Linked DNA regions of Zea mays: region 1 is linked to region 2. The links are chromatin contacts, called in public Hi-C maps. All regions are on one chromosome and are shown on one strand. Each heading gives the region's core, a stretch centred on a gene start, on an enhancer-like site or on the middle of the called end of the contact. The rest is flanking DNA. Distances are from core to core; before and after follow the strand shown. Region 1 has its middle 15 kb from the start of LOC103650685. Region 2 holds the start of LOC100191206.

Region 1 (4,435 bases), core at 478-2,977, 120 kb before region 2:
AAATCGAGCAAGATCTTTTGTGGTGCTCGTGATGCGATGCGTGGTTAGTGTTGTTGTAAGCCGATGTGAGAGGTCACCGCCCTATCAAACTGGGTGTGCTGGTGAAGCCATGTCGGTGCAACACAACAAAGCACACTGAGCCAGGACACATATCCTCAAAAATTTTGGGCTAACACCATTACAAATCTAAAATGTATCTTAGAGATGCATTTCTCAGGACGTTGACAACTATATACCTAGGCATAAAATATATCCGTGGCCATAAGAAAATTACAAATCTATAAAAGGTAAAATATCCTATAATTTGGAGCAAAAGAGAATATATATGTGTGTAAGAGAGTAACACTTATTGTATGAACTTAATGAAAACATGTCTAATATCGATGCTGTGGTTTTAATTTCTCTCTCTCTGAAAAATATATATGATGGATGGCCCAGGATCCGATGATCTGACGACACGATCTCACTATCTAGTGCGTGCGACGTGCCTGCGTGCATGTGTCAGCTACACCTGGATAAAAATCACCACCGAGCACAGCAGACTGCAGATTTTCTTTTTGGCACCTCAACTTTGATTTCCATCCACTAGCAGACACCAGTTGCTTTTGCTATCTCGGAAACGGTGAAAAAAGGAGCAAATAAAAATTTGTAATTTTGCGACATGGAATATTCGAAACTGTATTGCAATAGTACGTACGTACGTACGTTGGGGATCCATCCATCATTTTGTTTTTGAAATCTGGGAATTTGATCGCTTGTCTGCTAGCTAGCTGATCTATCTATCAGCATGAACAACAATATATATATGTTAGCATGAACAAAATGTGCATAGTGTTTATTACTCACAATATAGCGACTCACATGTTTGGCATGATCGGCTGAAAAGGTGAAACATTTGTATATGTTGGGGAGACAAGTAATAACCAAGTCGATCTAGTGATAAAACTAGGTTTTGGCAACCTCTCTGCGAATCTGCGATGCCATATTGTCCCTGATCTTTATGACATTTGTGAAAATAAAGGGATCATATGCATGGTGAAGCATGGTAAAGAGAATGATTGGCATATGCCTTTCAGGAGATTGCTCTATAATAATGAACAGATCAATACTTGGGAGAACATTTACAGGATGGGTATGGATTTTGGTTTCCAAGAAGTAGATGATGTTATATATTGGATGGAGATGGGGAAATCAAAAAATCTTTACTGTCAAACCTCTTTATATTCACATGGAGAATCGGATCTATGGTCCCTACATGAAGCATATCTGGAAAGGAAGAGTCCCTCCTAAAATCAAGATGTTCATGTGGTTTTTAGAAAACAGTGTTCTCCTATCTAAAGAGAATATGACAAAAAGGAACTGGAACGGTGATACAATCCGTTCCTTCTGAAAACCCTGTTGTATTTCTGTTATGAATATAATAGAAATGAGGAATCATCGTATAAAAAAAGCAGAGCAGATAGCTAGCTAGGAACAAGAAAGAAATGAAGCTCCCAGCAGATCATGAGAAATAAAACGGTGACCAGATTTACAAGTTGGAGTAGCTTGTTGCATTGCATTGCATGCATGAACTTAAAAGATGGTGGCGCGCGCGGTACGTACTATTTCCAGTTTGTGGTTTGGAACCAAAGCTAGCAAAGGAAACATGCATGCATGAATGCGGTGCAGCTACGTACTAGCTGGATAGATGGACTATAAAGCCTGCACCCGTCGCGTTTGCAGTGGAAGTGGGCCAAGGCAGCCAGCTGCCGTCCAATCCCATCCATCCATCCATCCATCAGTGAGTCAATCCGTGTCCCTGTCAGTTTGTCATCTCCGCCTTCCTCCAAAGCTCTTCCCAGCGCAGCTTAATTAATTACGGGCTTGCATTATGGTCGTCGGAGTCGGATGCAGATGCAGGCAGGGGCAGCTCAAGAAACAAGGCATCTTTCTTTGCTTGTTCTTTCTTCCGATCCATGCATGAGAAGAAGTTTGATTGGATGCTTTCTTTTGTCTGGAACTCGATCGATCATCGCTTGGGATGCATCGCCTACTACTATCTCGATCGCTCTAAGCTAGCTCACCACCCACACTATACTACGTACGTACTACATAGTCCCTATATATCTATGTAGTTCTATTTCTTGGCATCTAGCTTCATTCCATCTCCATCACCCACATCCCCATTGACAGAGAAAGAGAATACTAGCTAATAATCTGTTAAGTGAGTTGCACTCTTCCCTTAGCTTGGGCCCATATGTCAGCTCGAAGTGGAAGATATTGCCAACTATTCAACACCTTTCCATGCCACTCACTCTCCTACCGACTCAATCTTGTATAATCTCTTATATCTAATAATCATTTACTGTTAAGTGTAGAAAAAATTAAAGTTTTTAAAAGACTAAAACAACCCTGTCATGGACCTCCTCGTTGGATCGGCCCAGTCGTCACAACTATCCGTTCGGCCATACTATCCCTGATGCCACCCAAACCAGCCTGCCCCGATATACCACGCTCCCACCGCAGCCCCTTCTCGATGCGATGTCGCCTGACCCCGCCCCTTCTTGGCACCTCTGCCCCCCATCATCTCGTCATCGTCGTCGCGACACCCGCCCAATAGGCTAGATCTTGCTCGTCATGACGATGCGACGCATTCCGGGTGGTCGACGAGCTTGGCGAACCAGCGAGCCCAAGCTCTCAATCGGAGACGTCTCCTGACCCGCCCCTTTCCCGCACCCCACACTTCGAGGAGGTCAACATTCAACAAATTACACATAACTTCGATTCGGTCAGCAAGAACTTAGCATTATATTTGTTTCCTTTGTTCATATAGTTTTCTTCCTTAAACTTGTATCGTGTATTGATATGAAACTTGTCGATACTAGTTTTTTATGATCTTGCTTGATTTTTTCATGTGCTCTTTTTGGCCCCCATAAATTCTCGCCCTGCGTCCGCCACTGCTCATTCCCACTCTCCCTCTCTCTCTACACATGAAGAACAAAGGATGAACTATACAGAAAAATATTAGACAGGAAGGAAGAGAAAGAAAATAAGAAAAGTAGGATCAATCTCAAGCTCCATCATCCCAAGTGCACACCATCATCTATGATGAGCTCAAGAGATCCTATCTCATTTTTATTGAAATCATCTCACTATGCATGGACACAAAATGAGGCTTATGATTGATTTTTCATCTCAAGCATAAGCTCAATGCTATCTCCCACTCAATCTTCTCATGAATCACTTGGGTCCCTCTAATGACATCTACATTATTTTTGCATGAATAATCACGAAAATGCCAAATCCATCTCTTTTGCTTGAAAGAAAGGAAGATCAAAGTTCAATGAATGGTCTGATGGTCTGAGAATCACCCACTCCCTAAGATAAGTTTCCATTCTCCAATTCATGTATTTCATTCCCTTTTTCCATGATTTGCTTGATCCCCAAATCACAAGTTGCACTTGGTATATAAAGCTTGAAACCTATTCACCACAAGCCTAACACACCACCTAAACAACCCTAAAAATCCCATGCACATGCATGATGGACAACATTCATGATATAGAGTATACCGTCTAAGAACACCATGAAGAACTCAAGAACATAGGTTTTGTTTATGTTCATGCAGATCGTCCGTCATGACATCGGATCATATGCTAGAACACTTGAAACTAGCCTAGAGGGGGGTGAATAGGCTACACTTGAAATTTTCAACAAAAACTTTGAAATATAGTGACATAGCAGTTCAACCGGTGCAGGTCGGTTCAACTGCTACCTAGGGCGATCGAGCCACTCTGAACCGATTCAACTGCGAGGAGAGTACTAAATCGATATCAACGCGGAGATTAGTGAGAGATTCTTCTAATCAACGAGTTCTAGGGACAATCGAGGCATAAAGACGGTAAATATAAGTGGAGCAACTCCACAAAATCTACACTCACAAGTTACGCTCGAATCCTTGCTTTCAATTAGATAGAATATGAAAAATGAACAAAGCAAGAACACAAGAAACACAAGATTTATCTCGAGGTTCGATCACACCATAAAGTTTCCCTACTTCCTCCTTGAGGCACCAACAAATAGATAGGTCTCTTTCAACCATAACCCTCCCTTCGCCGAGCACAAAGGTCACGACCACACACTATTCTTTGCTCAAACGAGAAGGTAATACAAACTTTCTTGTGGTCTTACATATGATTTGGAGCCTCACAAGCGACACCTAGTCGTTTAGTAGCTAGAAGCTCCAAGAGTAATGAATCCACAAAGATCTCGATGTAGTACAAAAGCTCAAAGTAAGAGTGATGGGAAAGAATCAGAAGTTGAAATGAAAGAACCCACAACTCTCAATCTCACATAGAGATTTCTGTCAAAGATTTGGAGTGAGTGAGGTGAATGTTAATGTTCTTATGTTTTTCCTAGTTTTGGATGTGGAAGAGAACGTCCTGGTTGTTGCTCT
Region 2 (4,616 bases), core at 24-2,523:
TGGTCGTCGAAAAAAGCAGGTACATCGTCGTCAAGGTCGTAGCAGAAAGATGCTGCTGCTGGTGGTGGTGCTGGTGCTGGAGCCATGACAGCAGCTCCCAGTGGGCCGGTGGTGATGATGTCTTGTTGGGCCGGGCCGTGGAGAAGGTCGTCGTCCATGACGACGATGGGCTGTTGTGGTGGGCCGGCGCCGAGCTTGGGCTTTTTGGGCTGCGGCGGCGGTTGCTGGTGGTGGAGGAAGTGCGAGTAGGTGTAGTGCAGGTGGAGGCCCTCGTAGGTGACGACGAGCGTGTCCGGCTCGTCCGTCGACCGCTCCACCTGCTTCTTGGCGTTGCACCGAGGGTTCGTGCACCGGTAGTAGCTCCTGCACAGCACAGCACAGCACAGCAAACTTACTAAACAAGTCGATCTGGATACAGAATTGGGATTGCCAATGCACAGCTAGCTAGCAAGCACTGCCAGTTTTGGTGGCTGGCCAGACAGATCGGGTTGCACTCATTCATGATCAGTATCTATTATTGTACTAGCTATATTATATGTATGTATACCTTGGGTTGGGGCTGTTCTTGATGGATTTCTGGCCGTATTTCCTCCATTTGTATCCATCCTCCGCAAGGCTGCTGCCGTTCCCACAGGTCTTGATCTTGAGCGTGTACTTGTTCTCCATCTTGCTCATCAGCACCTTCTCCGGGGACGATAAAGCCCTATGTATATACACATACGCCATGCATTCAATATGATTCTTCATATATATATATATATATATATATATATATATATATATATATTATATATACACAGGAAGATAGATCGCGGATTGATGGATTAAGATCGAGCTAGCTAGCTAGTAGAAGACGCTCCAATATTTCTGATTGTGAGAACGAATTGAGCAGACGACGTACGTACCCTGGGCCGGCGGAGGAGTTGTTGTAGTTGCGAGCATCCACGTCGCCGCCGCCGGTGAAAGAGAGCGCGCTCTCTATGTCGCTGATGGTGGGTCCGGAGTAGACCGTGGAGATGAGCTTGTTGAGCATGGAGTCCCGCCGGCGACGGGGCCCTTCCTGCTGCACCGCCGCCTCGTCGACCATCATCATCATCAGCTCCTCCGGATCTGTCGTCCAGGAGTCGTACTTATTAGGCGGCGGCGGCACAGGCACAGCGACTGATGATGTCGACGATCCCTCCTCTTCCTCCATGGCAGACAAGCAGTTACAAATTAAAGCTAGTAGCTAGTAGTAGAGAGCGAGAGGAGAGGAGAGAGGTTGATGCATGCAATGCAATGCAAGAAGAAGCCACCAACCCAACCCACGGGAGGAGGGTGTATATATAACAACAATTAATGGTAATGCAACTATATGCATGCCGCTAATTTTATTTTATTCCCAATATACCCTCGACGACCCAGCAATTAATATATATATATTTCATGTGTTGTTGTGTTGAATCATTAAGCTGCTACGTATGTGTTGTTGATAACCCAAGGGTGCAATAACGACTAATATAATGCATTTGTGTCAACGTAACCACTAAAGATGACTAGCTAGCGTGCATGATTAGCTAGCTAGCTAGGTCGCCGCCGCATACATATATGGATCGATAAGGGCAGATGTGTTGAACCTGCTGCTGGCACCTAACCATACCCTTTTCTGTCCTAAAGAGAGTCCTACAAGTTTGTCTAGCGCCGTGGATAAATGGAGTAGGCCTCACCACACACTGCACACAGATTAGTAAAGCTAGCTACTCCTGCCTTGAGCTCTTTATTAACTTGCCTGCCCCAAACAAACTATATATTATACATGCATATGCATTAATGCATTTGCATTATTTGCTACGTATATGTATATATGTATAAGCAACATGTAATATATGTATGCAACTTATTATGTAATAAATAGTACGTACCAATTAATAATTAATTAATATTAAATGGTAACGCGCGAGGTAGCAAGTAAGCCAAGCAGATCGTTGTGAACCAAGCAAGCAACTTTAATTTATCTGCCCTATAACGATCAGTCTACGTACCAAACAAACCCAAACCCTTTTTTGTTTTCAGAATGAGAAAAAAACTACCGCGCGCGTCCGATCTGGTAACAAACTAACTATGTTTTGGTCGCATTAGGAGTTGACCTTTTGGGTTAGCATGCAAGCATGCTGGCTGTCCCTACGTGTATGTGTGATGGATGGATCACGATCGAGAGAGAAATCGAAGAGAAAAAGGCAAAGGAAAGGACCAAAGGCAATTAATAGGCCGGGGAGACGAAGCCAGGGGATACGACAAGGGGTTGACCTGACCTTGCCTGCAGCGCCGCGCGCGGGATCTCATCTCATTGCTTGCATGCATGCATGATGTCGTCGTCGTCCTCGTCCATATGCGATGCATGCATGTCCCATGCAGATACGATATATGCTGGCTCGCATGCATGATGCATCTATCTATCTATCGTCTCTCTGTCGATAGTATATACTATATCTCTAGTCGATCTAGACCACCCATGCATATGGTCGTATACTCGTATGAATCGATCTACCGCATGCATGCATGTCGCCCGTAAACACTTCTCGATCAGCAGCAGCACAGTACTGCATATATGCATGGGCGCGCGCTGACCCAAGCCCAAGGTCGGTCGGGATCGGGATCCACCACCTCCGCCATCGGCCGACCGTGTCTCTCTCTCAGACTGCTAGTGCTAGGCTAGCATATGCAGCACATGATTGAGCAAACAGCAGGTCAGCTCCAACTTGGACTTTGTCTGTGTTAGGCTGCTGTACCCCCCCCCCCCCCCCCCCCCCCCACACACACACACACACACCACACCCCTCCTGCTTCTCTCTCGTCAGCGCCTGTACGTATATGCATGCATATGCCGGCCGAATCCTCTACAGTTACATACCCACCGATGTAGATACAGCAGACAGATCAGTAACGTGCGGAATCGACTTAGATCTGGCTCCATCAGCACGTACTGCATGTAGCCAAAAAATATTGTTGAGGTTACAAGAAACAACTTTGCTATATGATATAGAGTTTTATAAACTTTAATATTGTTTTGCTAAAGAATTTATAAATTTTATCGGGGTCGACTAACCCAGATAAACACCCTATGTTTTTGCATGCATGGAACAAGACTCGCATGGGGAGACCTACGTACGTATATGCTAGTAGGGAGGGTACACGCCTCCGCTCACTTCTCTATTGCAAATTGTATAGTCTACAATTCTACCTTTAAATTCCCTGCTTAGTCTAACTTAGACGTCCGCTCTGACATTTATTTAGTTTTAGGTCCCCTATTTAGCCTAACTTAGACGCCCATTTTGATGCTCGTTTGTATCCTCTTCCCCCCCCCCCCCCCCCCCCCCCCACCCCCCTCTCTCTCTCTCTCTCTCTCTTATCTCCTTTCTCTGTGCGTGTGCGGCGATCGGCTAGCCTTTCGGTTTCACCACCAATCATTTGGTATGTATATATATGCATGCAACAGCTGCTTCACTGTTTATTTCCATGCAGACCAGCCAGAGGACGACGATATATCTACGATCGCGCATGCACCAACCAGCAGTGCAATTAATTTAAGCTCTCTGATCCATCCAGCGACAAGTCCTGCAGACCAGATGTTGACCCGTTCAGGTCGTTGACAAACCCAAGTATCTACTGTACGCAGTGACCAAATTAGAGCTAGCTAGTTTAATAATATAGCAAACGGTTAACTGTAAGGATCTTTACGGTCTATCTTATAACCGATATGTATAATAATTGGTTAGCTCTTTATAATTAATATATGGTCCACTTATCTCTCTCACAAAAAAAATTAGTTCCTGTGCAGCTGTTAATTAGTTTGTAGCCTGCTCTCTCCTATTATCTCTCTTCCATGTCAAGCCTATGTATTCATATTACGGCATCCAGAGCCAGTCCTAGTATTTTTAGGCACTAAGCAAAAACTAATATGGAGGCCTATTCCATCTCTCCACACATATATTCGTATGTAGGTAGATACATACGTAGGTACGTACGTATTTATATATAAAACCATATGAATGTACAATTAAAGAAATTATTATTTGATACAAAAAAATAATTTTAATTATGCAAAATAAATTCTTTAATGTTTATAAAATGACGAATATGAATAGTAGACATAAACACTTACTTGCACTTGATATCAAGCTAAAAAGTTTTGTCGGTGTCTAGCACCCCGGCAATGCCCTGCATGGTGTCCTACCTAGCGCTTTTGTTTATGGGTTGACAAGATCGACAAGTAGCTCAATGGTTCGTGTCCGAGCATGATGGAAACACAAAGATTTATACAGGTTCGGGCCACAAAGATGCGTAATAGCCTATGTCATATGTGTGGTTGTGATGGAATTGCTATTGAGTTCAAGATTACATAGTGTATGAAGTCTATGCTCTCACTAGCCTATCAGATGATCCAATCGTTTTGTAGGGGTCTCTACCCTCCTTATATATCCGATGAGGTTAGGGTTACAAGAGGTTTAATAATATAGCCAACTGTTAAGGGTAAGGATCTTTACGGTCTATCTTATAACCGATATGTATAATAAATAGTTAGCTCTTGTTCGAACCAGAAATGAGCCGGCGGACTGTCCGGCCCTGAGGTCGGACGG

Evidence for each region. Hi-C and Micro-C count contacts between places; a contact is called where the count stands out from the background.
Region 1: a contact with region 2 is called in a Hi-C map of tassel, with 2.2 times the contacts expected there. The contact joins the enhancer-like site here to the promoter of LOC100191206 in region 2. A contact is called at or near these places in 2 of 25 Hi-C or Micro-C datasets (ear and tassel).

Annotation. Positions count from the first base shown.
Region 1 is chr3:146,603,718-146,608,152 of Zm-B73-REFERENCE-NAM-5.0, reverse strand. No RefSeq gene overlaps it. Among protein-coding and RNA genes, the nearest start is that of LOC103650685, 15 kb to the left of the region's middle. Within about 2 kb of position 1,727, at least 12 of the 20 cell types and tissues checked have an H3K27ac peak or open chromatin away from gene starts, as enhancers often do. A contact at or near this core is called in ear and tassel, where this site is marked.
Region 2 is chr3:146,480,870-146,485,485 of Zm-B73-REFERENCE-NAM-5.0, reverse strand. It overlaps LOC100191206, which reads right to left and starts at 1,273. Exons shown (of 3, transcript NM_001136641.1): 1 at 906-1,273; 2 at 548-703; 3 at 1-363. The coding sequence starts at 1,195.